Linked DNA regions of Zea mays: region 2 is linked to region 1. The links are chromatin contacts, called in public Hi-C maps. All regions are on one chromosome and are shown on one strand. The core of a region is the stretch at or near the end of the contact, and the rest is flanking DNA. Distances in the headings are between cores, read along the strand shown.

Region 1 (7,423 bases), core at 1,640-4,139:
TCGCACCCAAAGCCTTTCTTTTGTCGCCAAAGCTATCAGTTTTGGCTAACATTCTTCCACTCGCATGTATGTGAGAAGCTTCTCTGCATGCCTTACTGTCCGAAGATTCGCTTCGTCCATCAGTAGAGATTCCTGAAATACACTAATTTGTGCCAAAGTAAAAAGTTTAAATGAGTGATCTTCGACATAGCTTTTCCCCACACCTTTAAGGTGATCATGTGATGTAACTAGTCAAAGTACCTTTGGCAACATTGGCCCCTACAGATAAACTAACCAAGACTTCATTAGTGAAATCTCGAGTTCAAGGGCTTGGGGGCTAAGAGACGACAATGGGGACTCAGCTAAAAGGTAGAACAACTTGGTTGTAGCACAATCAAGCTATGAAAGAAGAATCAAGCGAAGTCTTATCTCTCTGAGCTAATAACCTAGTCAAATAAGACTTGAGAGGGGCTATGTTAAAGAAATATACTAGTATTATCCTTCAATCATCGAATAAAGAAGACTGACAAGTCATCCCTGGAGCATGGGGAGTAATCCAGGGACTTAGCCCATGTAACAAGTTGTCCTCATCGACAAGGAAACCTTAAGATAATGAAGATGGCAAGATCTGACCAGATTGGGAAATAAGACTGGTATCTTATAAATATAGCAATTCATGCACCCATAAGTATATGATCCCTGATAATTCAGGATAGGCTAAGTCTAGGCTTCTTACTGTTCATATCTCTTAACTGATCTATACTTGCTTAGTTTAGGTTGGTTACTGTTTATATCTCTTAACCGACCTAGACTTGTGTCATGTAACTGACTTAAACATGTAACCGCACTCCTCCTTAGACTATAAAAAATGGACCAAGAGGCCCCAAGAGGAGAGGCGGGCCCAATATAGTGACAAGCATATTCAAATGAATACCCAAGATTTCTATAAAAAATAAAAAATAATTCCATTTTTTACCAGTTATAAAGTAGTTGATACGTGAATATGAATATGTTAAGACTTTATAGATATTATATATGCTAATTATTTTATCTCTTAGAGTTAATTTGGGAACCGCATTTTTAAGAAAAATTTGTTCATTTTATAAGGAAAATAAAAATTTCTTAAAACAATGGAGCTTTCAAATTAGTCCTTAGTAATTTTAAATACTATCTTCTTTCATAAATATATGACATCGTTGATTTTTTATCAAAAACTTTGACCAGTTATATTATTCAAAATATTTATTAAAAAAATATAAATTTTAAGTTAAATATAAACTACCTTAAATGATAAAACAAATAAATAATAAATAATAACTTATTATTTTTTAAATAAAACGAAGTACCATGTTTCAAATGCTGGCCGGCTACTGCCTAAGAGGGCATGCCATCATATTATACTAAATAGACTATCATAAAGAACAGATGGTATTATTTCACATCGAATGACTCATTGTCCTCGCTAGCACTGTCAACATAAACCAATGTTATTAGAGCCAATTTCCGCGCTGCTGAAGAATGAAGACTGAGCTTGCACATCCAGAAGCATCCATCACATGCTTTGTTTTCTTCTTCTTACATTTTCAAGTCCTCCCAACTCACTCCCATTCCGAAGGACGCTAAGTTAGTATACCTTACCAGGCTTCAACGTCCTTAATTAAGCCCGACCAGGATAGCAATCCGTCGATTAAACCATACCTTACGTCAGTAAATAACGCTCATAGAATAAAATACAACACGTCTCCGCACGTAGAGGAGTAGCACAGCATATTCGTTGCTTGCTCTTGACAGTGGTGTACGGTTCACAGGCAGCCGCCGAGAGTGAGCGCGGCCTGCAGGTCCAGCCGCCAAAGGTAGCTGCCGGCGGCGTCCAGACGCCACACATCGCAGGGCGCCACCACGGGGGAACCGACGCGCCGGGCGCTCCAGTGCCGGGCGCGGACGCGGCACGTGAATCCCGCGCAGGTGCCCCACGCCGGGAGGGCACCGCCGAGCACCACGGGCGCCGCCGCCTCGTCGCCGTCGTCCGCGGATGCAGCGCGGACAAACGCGGCGTTCCACAACGTGACGCGGCCCCACTGGTCCGACACGAACGCCGGGGCCTCGTCGTGGCCCGTCGCGGAGGCCGGCGCCTCGCCGTCGCGCCACGTCGCGGTCACCTCTTCCACCGTCACCAAGTAAGCTGCAGCAGCAGCGGGGCGCATCGCGCGCGGAGCCAACGGCCGTGCCGCCGTAGCCACCTGAGACGGCACGAGCTCCGGCCCCACTGTCGCAGGACAAGCAGCGGCCTTATCCTCCGCCGCCGTCACGGGCATGAGCGGCAGCGTTGCGAGCTGGCGCTGCTGCGGCCGGGGTGGCGGCGACGAGTCCACGGATGACGTCCCCGACGAGGACGAGGACGGCGACGAAGACGACTTCTCCTTGTCGCAGTGCTCCCGGCAGTCGCCCACATCTTGCGCCGCCGCCGTCGCCGCAGGCGCTGCAGTCACCATCGCAACTTTGGCCGCCTTCTTGGGCTTCCGGCCCCTCCTCCCGCCGCCTCCGCACGCGGCCTTTCGCTTCCCTCTCCCGGCACCGGCGGCTGATCCGGTCACCGGTGCCGATGCCGGTGCCGGCGCGGGCGCCATGGCCGCCGGCTTAGGCGCAATCGGGCGGAACTTGAGCATGATCCTCCCCATCTGCCAGGCCGCGCCTGCCTGCTGCGCGGCCGCGGTGGCGGCGTACCTCGGCGCGAGGCAGCACCCTCCCTTTCTCTCCATCCCCTCTCCCGACCGCACACGTCTCAAAAACCAACCAACCCGGTATGAGTACGAGTACGACACACTTCCTTCTACTTTCTCGCCGCTCGCACGATGGCACTATGGCAGTGAGAGAGATAAGATACGACCACCACCAGGACGCCGACGACCCGGGTGCGGCTTGAGGCCCGGCGCTTTAATACAGCGCCTGGGGAGGCGAAGGGACACGCGTCGGGACACGTACGTGTGGAGAGGCCGAGGCGCGCAGTGCGCTATCATTGGCCGGCTGCGAGCCACCACGTGGCGGCTCACCGCAGCGGTAGGCACGTGAAAGGCCGCGGCCCGATTGGGCACGCCGCGCCAATGGTTGTCCTGGCACGCAAACGCGAGAAAAATCAAACCCCACCTCTCATCATCCCGCTCGCTGCCATGTGGACCCATCTGACCTACCCCACTCGCCAGGATAGGGGCGAGGCGGCGACGTGTCCTACCTGCTGTCCCACCCGTAGAGTGCAAGGGAGCCTATACTTCGAAGACACGTACGTAAAGGTTCACTCTTACTGACGTGTGGGACTAGGCATTCTCGTTGGCCCAAATGTCGGTTCCTGGGGGTTAGCTATGCAGGAGAAGTTGGGCGAGACCACGAGGAGGAGAAGGAGAAGTGGACAAATGAGAGCTCGCGGAGTGTGCAGCGCTTTATGGTGGGGACTGGAAGATGGAACACGTAGGGAGGTCTGTGGGCCCGCCACCACTGCTTTATCTCCCTGGAAAAGACCCGGCCACCAATATTCATCACTAGCCCCACACAGGCACTTGCTATGTACGGATGACATTCCTCACCGATCAGTGGGCCCTGGTGAAGTCGCTAGATTTCTACTCTCCGCATCTCTTGAAAAAGTATAGTTCCGGTTATTGGATGAGCCGATCAATATTTAACCAAATATATACGAAAATAACTAATGATGCCCTAGTTTCATTGTATGGCGAAATAAACTAGAGGTACTATGCATAGAAATCGATGCAGTACATCCGTCATACCGCATAGCCCGACTTGTTCATACTTAAAATATTGTATAAGCCACCGCCAGATTAAAGCGCAGCGAATAAGTCGGGCTTAAAACCACAAAACACCCTTCCAACATCGGTCATATTTTATAAAATTTCATCAAGCATTTATAGAGCTCCGTCTCTCGGGTCCTAAATATTGTACCCCATATACTAGAGTCACATTCTCATTACCATTTAATCTTCAACCATTTATTTTTAATAATATGATTTATTTCCTAAATAGCACGATGTAGGCCTGACCGTTGTAGTCAACATTGCTTTTGAGAACCTAAACGCTCTAAATACAGTAATATTTCAAATTTTAAGACTATTTTAGGATTTGATGTTGGAGATGCTCTAAGTGGTGGCAAAAGTTATAATTATTTATCAACTTACAAAGCAAGATTTTTTTATATGAAAGTAGTAGTTCAGAATGGCGTGATATGGTGCACAACTGGTGCTAGCATGCGGATTAGTTTTGCCATCTAGAGACATTCCTTTAAACAGTACCCTCGCTATCTCAAATTATAACTTACTTATTCTTTTTAGACTTAGAGCATCTTATGATTAACAAAAATTATAGAGAAAAATATAAAATCATATAACATCGAATTAGTATAGTATCAATTACAATTAACAAAAATTCTGACAATAATTTGTCAGAATTATAGGCATTTTTCATATCATTTTAATTCCATAAATTAACATTATGATGATGACATATAACCAATAATTAATCATAGAAATCGTGATCTCAAATATATCCATAACAATATGGATCATGAGAACACAAAGCATATGAATCATATAAATATAATAAGTATATAAACATGGTTCATGTATTATTACGGAACAACTGTGTCGGCATTTCGGACCCGCGAGGACCGTCAACCGACCAGTGAATTTATTGCTGCGTGTCCCTGCCCAGATGGGTTGATGCAAGATAGAACACAAGCGGAGGAATGAGGCTTATATTATCTTGTACCGGGGTGCTCGTAGTAGGGGTTACAAGCGTCGCGAGAGAGCGAGGGCGAGAGCGAGAGCGAGAGGGAGAGTCCCTGCGTGCGTCCGTCTCCGCCTGTCTCGTCTGCCCCGTGTCCCTGCGTTCCCCCTATGTCCACGTCCTGCGTCAACGTGAATGCATCTCAGCATATGGACCTGAACGTGAACCCCCCCTTAGGAAGGCCCTGGACATCCCTTTTTATAGATACAAGGAGATGTCCAACTGTACAACGGGGTGTAGCTATGTGCTAACGTGGCTGGCGGGGAAGTGCCTTGAGCCCTGTACACGAGCTAACGTGGCCGTCGGAGAAGTGCCTTGAGCCCTGTAGAAGCACAGCTGTCGGCGCGGCATGGATCCTGCTAACGTTTGCTGGCTTCCATAGGGGGTTTGAGAGCAACCGACGTCATGGGCGCACGCGGGGAACCATCATTACCTGTTGCCGGAGTAACCTTACATGGGACACTGGTTTTGTTCCTTCATAGCCTGAGGCAGCTAGCTAGGAGTAGGGTAATGATGCATCCCCTGTAGCGTAGTTGGTCCGAGGCTGAGATCGGGCGAGGCGGAGACTTCTCCTGAGGCCGAGGCCGAGGTCGGGCGAGGATGTGACTCCTCCCGAGGCCGAGGCCGAGGCCTGGGGTCGGGCGAGGCGGAGACCTTCTCCCGAGGCCGAGGCTGAGGCCGAGGCCTGAGGTCGGGCGAGGCGGAGACCTTCTCCCAAGGTCGAGGCTGAGGCCGAGGCCTGAGGTCGGGCGAGGCAGAGCTCCCTGTTGCGCCCGAGGCCGAACTCGTGGAAGATCGTGACTCAGCTTTACCCTGGTGGTTGGCACCGCAGCCGGAGCGGGGCGTACAGTGCTGTTTTCCTATCAGAATGGTCAGTAAAGGGGCGAAGTGACTGCGGTCACTTCGACCTTGCCGACTGAGGCACGCGTGTCAGGATAAGGTGTCAGGCGATCCCTACATTGAATGCACATGCGATACGGTCGGTTGGGAGGGTGATCCGGCCGAGGTCGCTGCACGACAAAGTCTGCCCAAGCTGGGCTTCAGGCGAGCCGAGGGTGCGCTCACTGCCTGAGGAGGCCCTCGGGCGAGGCGTGAATCCGCCCGGGACTACTGTTCCCGCCCAAGGCCGAGGCTAGGCTCGGATGAGGTCGCGTCCCTTGGTAGTCGTGGCCTTGACTTGAACCGCGCTTTATCAGCTGTTTATGGTTTGTTCTGAAGATGTTTTCCGGTCGCGTTTAGGAGTATTGGGGGTACCCCTAATTACGGTACCCGACAGTAGCCCCGAGCCTCAAAGGGAGTGTGGGCACTCACTTGGAGGTTCTGCCGGATTTTTGCAAGGGGACTGGCCTCTTCCGGTTATGTTTGGTTCCGATGGGTGCGCGCGAGCGCACCCGTCGGGTGTAGCCCTCGAGGCCTCGGAGGAGTGGTTTGACTCCTCTGAGGTCTTAATTCTTTTTGCGATGCCTCGGTCGGCCTTGTTGTTCCCTCATGCGGCCTGGTCGTAGCCCGGGTGCACAGTCAGGCGCCGAGTTTTCACGCTGGTTTGTTGACGTGGTCAACAGTTCGACCGTAGCCTGGTGCGAGAGCAGCCCTCGAGCCTCTGCACGGAGCGAGAGGACGATCAAAGACCGTCTCGACTTTTATTGTACGCCCCTTCGTCGCCTTTTCGCAAGGAGGAAGGGGGGGGGAAGCGCCATGTTACCCTCGGAGGGCACCGAACATGGTGTTTCCAGTGAGTTGCTAGCGGGTGATCCGAGTGGACTCCCGAGCCCCGTTCGATAAGGGTCGGCTAGTGGCCCAGAGGCGCGCTCCAAAAGTACCTGCAGGTGATTTGCCGAACCCGGACCCATTCGATAGGGTCCGAGGGCTCGATGCCTCCCTCCGGTGGGATTCCGTTACAAAATTGTTCCCGCTGGTCTCGGAAATGTCCTAGGGTACCTCGGGAGCGTAGCCCGAGCCTCGGCCATGTAACGGACGTACCCAGGGTCATCCCTGACTCTGCGTGCTCTAGGGCGGCTGTCGAACCCTTCCGAGGGGCCAGCCTTCGAACCCCTGATCAGTAAAGGGCTCGGAGCCCGAGTGCTCTGGGGCGGTTGCCGAACCCCGGAGGGCGCAACCTTCGAACCCCTGATCAGTAGGAGGGCTCAGGGCCCGCTTCCTTCGCTAGGAAGGATCCTTTTTCGAAATATCCCCTTTCCCGGTCCCTGTGGCGAGAGAGAGAGAGGGAAAGAAAAAGGACATGAATTTAAATAAGGTGGCGCACCTTTTTGACGTGGTCATCATGGCGGAGGTGAAACAACGCCCGCTTCTTCTGTCGGAGGTGTCGCTTGCCCTGCCAAGGAGTTAATGCAACGGGACGGGCGATTTGCGGGGCGTTTGTTGCGCGTGCGCGAGCCGTTCGAGAAACGGAACACGGACGTGTCGTCTTTACTCCACGGGAGAGGGATCCCCTGCCGTTTCAGGAGAGGATGCGAGCCTGTAGGTGATTGGACCGCTGCTTCTGCCCGTCTGTTGCTGCAATTACTGCCGGTCCGCTTCTGGTCATATCAACCGTCGTGCCTGTCCCCGTGGCTGACTGACCCATGATCGTTGCACTCAATTGGCACTGTTGGGTCACACGCAGGGCTGTCTCGAGTCGTGGCACTGGTTCTGCAGT
Region 2 (7,017 bases), core at 484-2,983, 130 kb after region 1:
AAATTAAAATGGTAAAATAGGCCATTTTTGCCCCTGAAAACCAGCCCAGGCGGCCTGCCAGGCGGGCCTGGCAGCGGCCTGGTGGCCAGCACGCCGGCCCAGCCTGGCTGACCGGCCCAGGTGGCCCAACAGGGGCCCAAAAGCCTATATTATATTGGGGCGGCTAGGGTTTCCAACCCTAACCGCCCCCAGCCGCCGTCGCCCACAGGGGCCTTCCCAGCCGCCGCCGCCAGGAGGTCCCTGGCCATTCCGCCGTCGCCCAGGGGGCCGAAGCCGCCAGCGCCCAGGACCGAAGCCGCCAGCGCCCAGGACCGCGGTCTGTGGGTCCGCGTCGAGCGCCCTCGCCGGCCCGTGGAGCCGCGCGCGCGCCTCGTGTGCACCGCGCCAGGCCTTCGCGCCCTCGCCCCTGGAGGAGGCCGCGCCGGGCGCCTGGTGGGGAGCCGCACCGAGCGCTCCCAGGAGCCAGCCGCCAAGCCAGCCGCCGTGGAGGCCACGCCGAGCGCCGCTGTCGGGCCGCGCCAGGCTCGCGCTCTGCCAGCCGCCTGGCCGGGCGCCAGGTCGGGAGCCGTGCCCGCGCCGAGCGCCAGGGCGTGTGCGCCTGGCCGACCAGCCAAGTGCCGCGCCGAGCACTGGCTTTGATGCGCAGAGCGCCGGCCATGCCACTGCAGGGCGCGCCCGCACCAGGGCTTGCCGCGCCTCACCCCATCCCCTCCCCCCATATGGCCGACGTGGCGGCCAGATCGAGGGCCGTTAGGCCCTCCGATTGGAGGAGGAAGATGGGGCCACCCCATTTGGGTGATGGCCGGTGAAGATGATGCGGCCTCTCGGGGCATCAACAGCGCGAGCAGGCTGTCCTCGACGGGCAGCGATGGTCCCGATGACCATGGGCGCCGGTGGAGATGAAGAACGGCGAGTAACTGCCTCTGCAGTGGGTGGAGGCGGCGGCGGTGCCTCCAAATCGACGTCCATAGGAGCGGATGCAGACGATCCCACGTCAACCACCGGCACCGGTGGCGATGGGGATGCAGTGGGGAGTCCACACTCCACCACCGGCAGCGGAACCACCGCTGTCCATCCATGGATGACGCAGAAGTGCACATTTTGCACTTGCACACGGCGTTCAGGGATCGCGTGCACCGGTGGAAGCGCTGCGGCTTGCCCAACGGTGAACGCTTCCAACATCGCATCATCAACAATATGAAGAACTTCGCGCATACGGCGTATGCGCATGGAAACGGTATGTTCCATACCTTGTTGTTGATGTGCAGATCGATCTTGCTGTTCTTGTCAAGAACAGCGTGTTCTTCCTTTTCCCCTTCTCTGATTTCTCCCTTGAGACAGTGCTGATAACGTGTTGCGCTCTATTGCAGTGCTCAGTGGCAAAATGGAGAGGACAGAGACAAATGACAGCGGATTGATTCTTTATTGCAGAGATAGATGTATATATAGTGTAGTACACAGGGTCCCCAAGGAGTGTGACCCTTAGGCAATAACTGCCACCAGTTGGGATTGATCACCTGTCAAACATTTTGTAACACGGAGAAAGGATTGGGCTTGGACCCTATGCGCGGGACACCGGTGGGACGCGTGGCCGGTCGCCCGCCCGGCCCAAATCGCGCTGCGCGATCGCGTCTGACGTCATCGCTGGCTGGCGCCGTAGAGGCAGTCTCGCTGCTGTGCAGCTGTGCTGCGAGGAGCGAATGGATTGGATGCTGGCGCCGGCGGGTGGGTCGCATCGCAGATTCGCAGTGGTCTGGCCGTCTGGTCGACGCGAGGTGGGCCCGTGCCACCTGCGGTCTAGGGACTAGGCCACTTGGGAGATCAATTGGGCAGGGTGGTAACTGGTACGGTGAAGGTGATGGTGGACGTTGCAGGTCACCTTTGGTAGTACAATATATATTTTTTATACTAACCCTGCAAGCGTGCACCCTGGATCCCGGCCGCGACGGCCACGTATCACGTACTAGGGTGTGTTTGGTTTGGCTTTTGGCTTTGGCTTTTACCCCCTAAAAGCCAAAAGCCAACCAAAGGGCTGGATCCAGGAAGCAGCTTTTTCTAAAAGCCGACTTTCTCGTAGTGCAAAACTGAAAGCACCCCCGGACCTGCTTTTAGTGGCTTTTGGATGGAACTGTGAAAACATATATCGAAGAACTTTTAACGAATTTTAGTGGTTTCCACCAAACGATTTTTAGCTTTTTAACAGCACACAGCCTATAGCAGCTTTTTCCACAGCTCACAGCCCACAGCAACTTTTTCCACAGCCACAGCCCAACCAAACAGACCCCTAGTATGCTGGAAGGCAATTCACGGGAGCCACCGATCGATCGAGCTACCCGCGTACGTAGGCCGGTAGGTCGATATTCTTGTGCTTCTGGTAAATCAACCATTTTTAGCATTGACCAAGTATTTTTAGCTTTCATCCTACCTCTTTTTTTTTCTTTGCCCTCCGCTACTGGGAAGTAATATTATAGGAATATAAGCTGTCCAACTTCTGTGAGGTGTATGTTATTTTTCAACATATATACTGATGTATAAAATATACGTGCATGGCATCGTACTACGGTGGGTGACAGGCTGCCTTTGTTCATCACATTTTTGTCTCCCAAAGTTTAGGTTCATCAATCACTTCATATTCCAGTATTCGGGGAAGTTGTATGGCGCATTACAGCTTAATCTGGACAACAAACTCCCAGTAATAATTTTACCATAAGAATGCTGTGGAAAACAGCAAAGATGGACCAACCAATTCCTGTAATTATACAGTAGGGCCTGAAGTAAACCAGGTCAGTTGTTAGTTGACGATAACATGAACATTTCAGTCCAGGTACTCGGTTGCAGCGGAGATGCCACATGTTAAGCAACACTTCCTGGGATAACAAACGCTGAGATGGATTTTCCGAGCTCAAAAACTACGTACGTGATTTTCTGCGGCGCACCCTAGTTTCAGCGATCCTATATGCGGATGATGGAGGCATTGGTCTTGTCGATGCCCTCGTTGTAGTAAAGCTCCACAAATGTGCCCCCGCCAATACCCTTCGCCAACCTCCCAGGGTTCACACAGATAAACCGTCTGTCGTCGTCGCTACCTTCTCCAAGGGAGAGCACCTGCGCAAACATAGTACCTGTTTAGCATCACCCCATTCAGAAGTAAAGGAAGTGACTTTATTATAAACGACAGACATGTGGATGCACTTGGCTTCTGAACAACGAGCTCACGGGTGGGCAGGATTCGAACGATATATATTGACTGATATCAATTAGAATTCTACAAGAGATGCGCTGCCCTGTACTGCGCTGCAAATTTGTTGTTTACCTTCACAAATGGTGCGAGATCAGAAGGAAGGAGGAGAACATCTGGCGCTGATGGGATCTCCAGCGCTTCCTTAGCGAGTGACAAGTCTAACGGCACACCGGGGGCAGGAGGATATAGAGGGTAGTAACTGTAGGAAGAGCGAGCGCTACATCAGAACTTAACAACTGCGCACGATCTGTCCCCGGTGGTACAACGTGACAAAGCCAGATGGAATCACCTTTGCTGCTTTAGTATGTGTGAGGCAAGTCTACCAATCCTGTCTCCAGGCTTTCCGCCAGGTGGCTTGCGAGAAATTTCTTGGCCACTGAGCTGTTTCAGAATGTCCACTGTACAACAGCCAAAATTTATCTGGAAAAAAAAAGAGAGGAAAGCAAACATTATTGGGTAATACTGCACTTATCTGGAAAAAAAATATCCCATAAATGTCATTTAATAGCACACAAGGGATGAATATAAAATCCAATGGCATCTAGCGAATTTTTCCAAAATATTCTTTTTGAGTTCAATGACCATGTCTCAAAAAAAATAATTTGCAGGGCAATAACAAAAAAAACTTAACCAAAATAAAGGCGTACTTACTAGATAATAGACAAGGAAAACCATATATGTTTTACATGTTCCAACCATTATATCTATTAACATAGTGTACCTCGTTGGAACCGAAGAGACATGGATTTGCCAGAGAAGTAATCTGCATAATGCATGTAAACCTTTTAAAAACAAAGGTTTATCATTACTAAATACCTCAAGAGCGATCTTACAGAATAACACATATACCTGATGGGTGGTATCTTCTAGCAAATTCAAATCAAATGCAGGCTGCATGTAGCAACAGTACAGATATATCATTAGAGATGTTTGTTCTGATAACATTAAAAAAAGGCTTAAATAAAAACAACACAATGCATCTGCACATACTACCAGAGTACCAGACTATAAAACCTAGTTACAGAAAAGACCAGACCCAGTGTCGAGGGCTCCCACGAGTGTGTGTGTGTAGGAAAAGGATAAACCGAGACAAGCCTTCTCTCCGCAAATGCGGAGAGGCTGCTTCGTACCAACGATCTGGTGACTCAATGAGACAGCTCTCACCTAGTAGGTTGAGGTAAACTTGTTGCACTATGTCAGTAAAATTTACATCTAACTTCGTGGACATTAATTGATATGTAATGATACAGAAACATGCTCATAATTATTGAATCAGATCTAAATTTCAATAAGAAAAATTACAAACCTGAGGGAAAACAAAGTCATGGTGAGCATCTCGCACAGATGGAATGAGAATTACACGAACGGTGTTCCCCAGATACTGGGTAAAGTCTTGAATCTGAACAAAAAAAAATAACACACACGAATAACTATTGCATTTGGCAATGTGCCAGCATTACATCTTCAGAGATCAGCATTTGCCTACCTTTCTCAGAACTTCAAAATGAAAAATGTCATGAAAGCTCTGGTCAATAGTTCCCTTTTTTATGTCAGGATGATCAGAGTCAATGAAGGGTCCCATCTACCAAAAAACAATCGATGTGTACAGTAGCAGAACATTTCAAACATCAACGTGTTGTCCCATGTACAGGATTGAGAGTACTCACCAATATGAGAAGCTGAGGCGGCTTTCGACAAGCATATGAAAGAAGTTCTTGAAGTGGCTCAAACAACATATTATCGGTTGTTGTATAGGGACCTGCTGCGATGATCTGTAAAAGACATGAGATATTCAAACAAGAAAAATAAACATGATAAAATGGTAATTACTTAAATTAATGATTGTCCTAGTCTCCTTTGACTGAGCATGCCCATGCAATAAACGAAGTATAAACATACTGTTGGTGCCTTTTTGGGGCGTCAATCACTCAATACGAACCGACGGCGGTGCTCTCTGGTCAGGCGCGGACGGTCCGCGGCACAAGGCCAGACGGTCCGCGACCTGGCGCGAGGCTAGGGTTCCCTGCCTGACAGCCGGACAGTCCGCGCTCTAGGGTCGGACGGTCCGCGACCTGGCGACAGGGTCGTCTTCCTCCTCCTTGATGGAATCTAGATCTCGTCCCCTGAGGGGGAAAAGATCTTAAGGTGCTCTGGGTCGATAGGTCACCCGGGGCGTCCCCAGACGACGTGGAGTCGCCTAGGAATTAAGAGATCAATTCGAGGAAGAGGTCTTGGATGGATAACTAGATCTTGCCCCCCGGGAGGGGTGAGATCCTAGGGTTGTCTTGGGATCGGCAGGCCACCCAAGACGGATCTAGACGACGTAGAGTCGAATAGGGATGGAGGTGGATATGTGGAAGACTACAACTAGAACTATGCTACATCTACTCCTAGGGCAGGAAAAGTAAATAAGGTAATTGGTTCGATTGGAATGTGTTCGGGGGTTCTCAATCGGTCGTACCCCTTTATATTTATAGGGGAGGAGGTCTGGACCTTTTCCTAAGAGATAGCCAACAAACTCCACGTGATTAGATGGATAACCACGCACGAGATAAGGATAAACATCCGAGTTAATCTAATCTCGGTACACGCGGACCGTCCGGGCCCATGGGCCGGACCGTCCGCTCATTTTGGTGTCCAACATATGCCCCCTGCCTTTTGGTGGAGCTTGGCGAACCAAAATCATCAGCGAAAACTTCGGAAACAATTGACCTCATGAGGTTTTGTTCCCGAAGTAAGGACTCAGCTCGATGCAAGTCATCGGCTCTTGCGATCAGATAATATAAATACTTGATGGGACTTTAATGCACAGATGTCGTTTCGGATCGCATCCTCTTCGGCCATGTCTACCTGATCAATCTGTCAATAGGCAAAAACTTGTGGTGCCCCCCAGCCCAAATAAGCAAACGGATTAGGCCAGTAATACGAATTCATCGCCGTACCACCCCACACATGAGCAGGACAACACATCGGCGATGGATAGAACGGGACGCACCATGCTATCCCTGGAGGAGGATGACAAGGCGATCTTGGTTGTGCTACCCTTTGGGTCCGTTTAGTAGGCTTTTGCTTTCGCACAGGTCGCCCTTTTGACTTCGTTTGTTTTACTGGCCGGTTGTGTGGAACGGCCTTCTTCATATATTTGGCAAGCAACTGACCAAAAGTAGGGCCGACTCTACTGAGTCGTCCAGACGTCTTAGTAGTGTTTTGTTTCCTAACACTTGTATTGGAACGTTGTGGTCCGATGGTCTGAGGTTGCTGCTTCTGATCATCTGCGGACCGTCCGGCCATCATAGTCGGACTGTCCGCGCCTGTCTCGGACTGTTCGACCTTAGTACCCGGATCGTCCGGCGTACGCAGGACAGGTGACCGTGATCGGGTGTCCGATCGTGCTTGCCCCCCGGTGCCTCCGGTCTTTCTTTTGTCCGGAGCCTTCAGAGTAACCATTCTGCGTGACATATTTGGTGTGCGAGGATCACCAATGACGATATTTTTATTTTTACTTTTATCGGCCACACAAGGCCGAATTATGGCCTTTTTGCTCGTTGGCTCTAATGTGGTGACAGGAACAGGTGGCCTGTCAATTTTCACCTCTTTTTGAAACCTCAACCGGCCTTCGTTTATAGCCGATTGTATTTGCCGACGGAAGACGGCACAATCATTGGTGTTATGGAGAAAGGAGCCATGCCATTTGCAATAAACACGCCCTTTTAATTGTTCAACCGGAGGAATTACATGTGACAATTTAATATTACCATGTTTAAGCAACTCATCAA

Evidence for each region. Hi-C and Micro-C count contacts between places; a contact is called where the count stands out from the background.
Region 2: a Hi-C map of leaf shows a contact between it and region 1, with 4 times the contacts expected there. The contact joins the enhancer-like site here to the promoter of LOC100277012 in region 1. A contact is called at or near these places in 2 of 25 Hi-C or Micro-C datasets (endosperm and leaf).

What each region holds. Positions count from the first base shown.
Region 1 is chr10:21,820,630-21,828,052 of Zm-B73-REFERENCE-NAM-5.0, forward strand. It overlaps LOC100277012, which reads right to left and starts at 2,890. Exons shown (of 1, transcript NM_001150686.2): 1 at 1,498-2,890. The coding sequence starts at 2,738. The coding sequence ends at 1,782.
Region 2 is chr10:21,952,783-21,959,799 of Zm-B73-REFERENCE-NAM-5.0, forward strand. It overlaps LOC100191506, which reads right to left. Exons shown (of 16, transcript NM_001136938.1): 9 at 4,909-5,013; 10 at 4,728-4,823; 11 at 4,548-4,640; 12 at 4,091-4,132; 13 at 3,963-4,004; 14 at 3,531-3,661; 15 at 3,314-3,440; 16 at 2,689-3,105. The coding sequence ends at 2,953. Among protein-coding and RNA genes, the nearest start is that of LOC100191506, 16 kb to the right of the region's middle. Within about 2 kb of position 1,734, at least 17 of the 20 cell types and tissues checked have an H3K27ac peak or open chromatin away from gene starts, as enhancers often do. A contact at or near this core is called in endosperm and leaf, where this site is marked.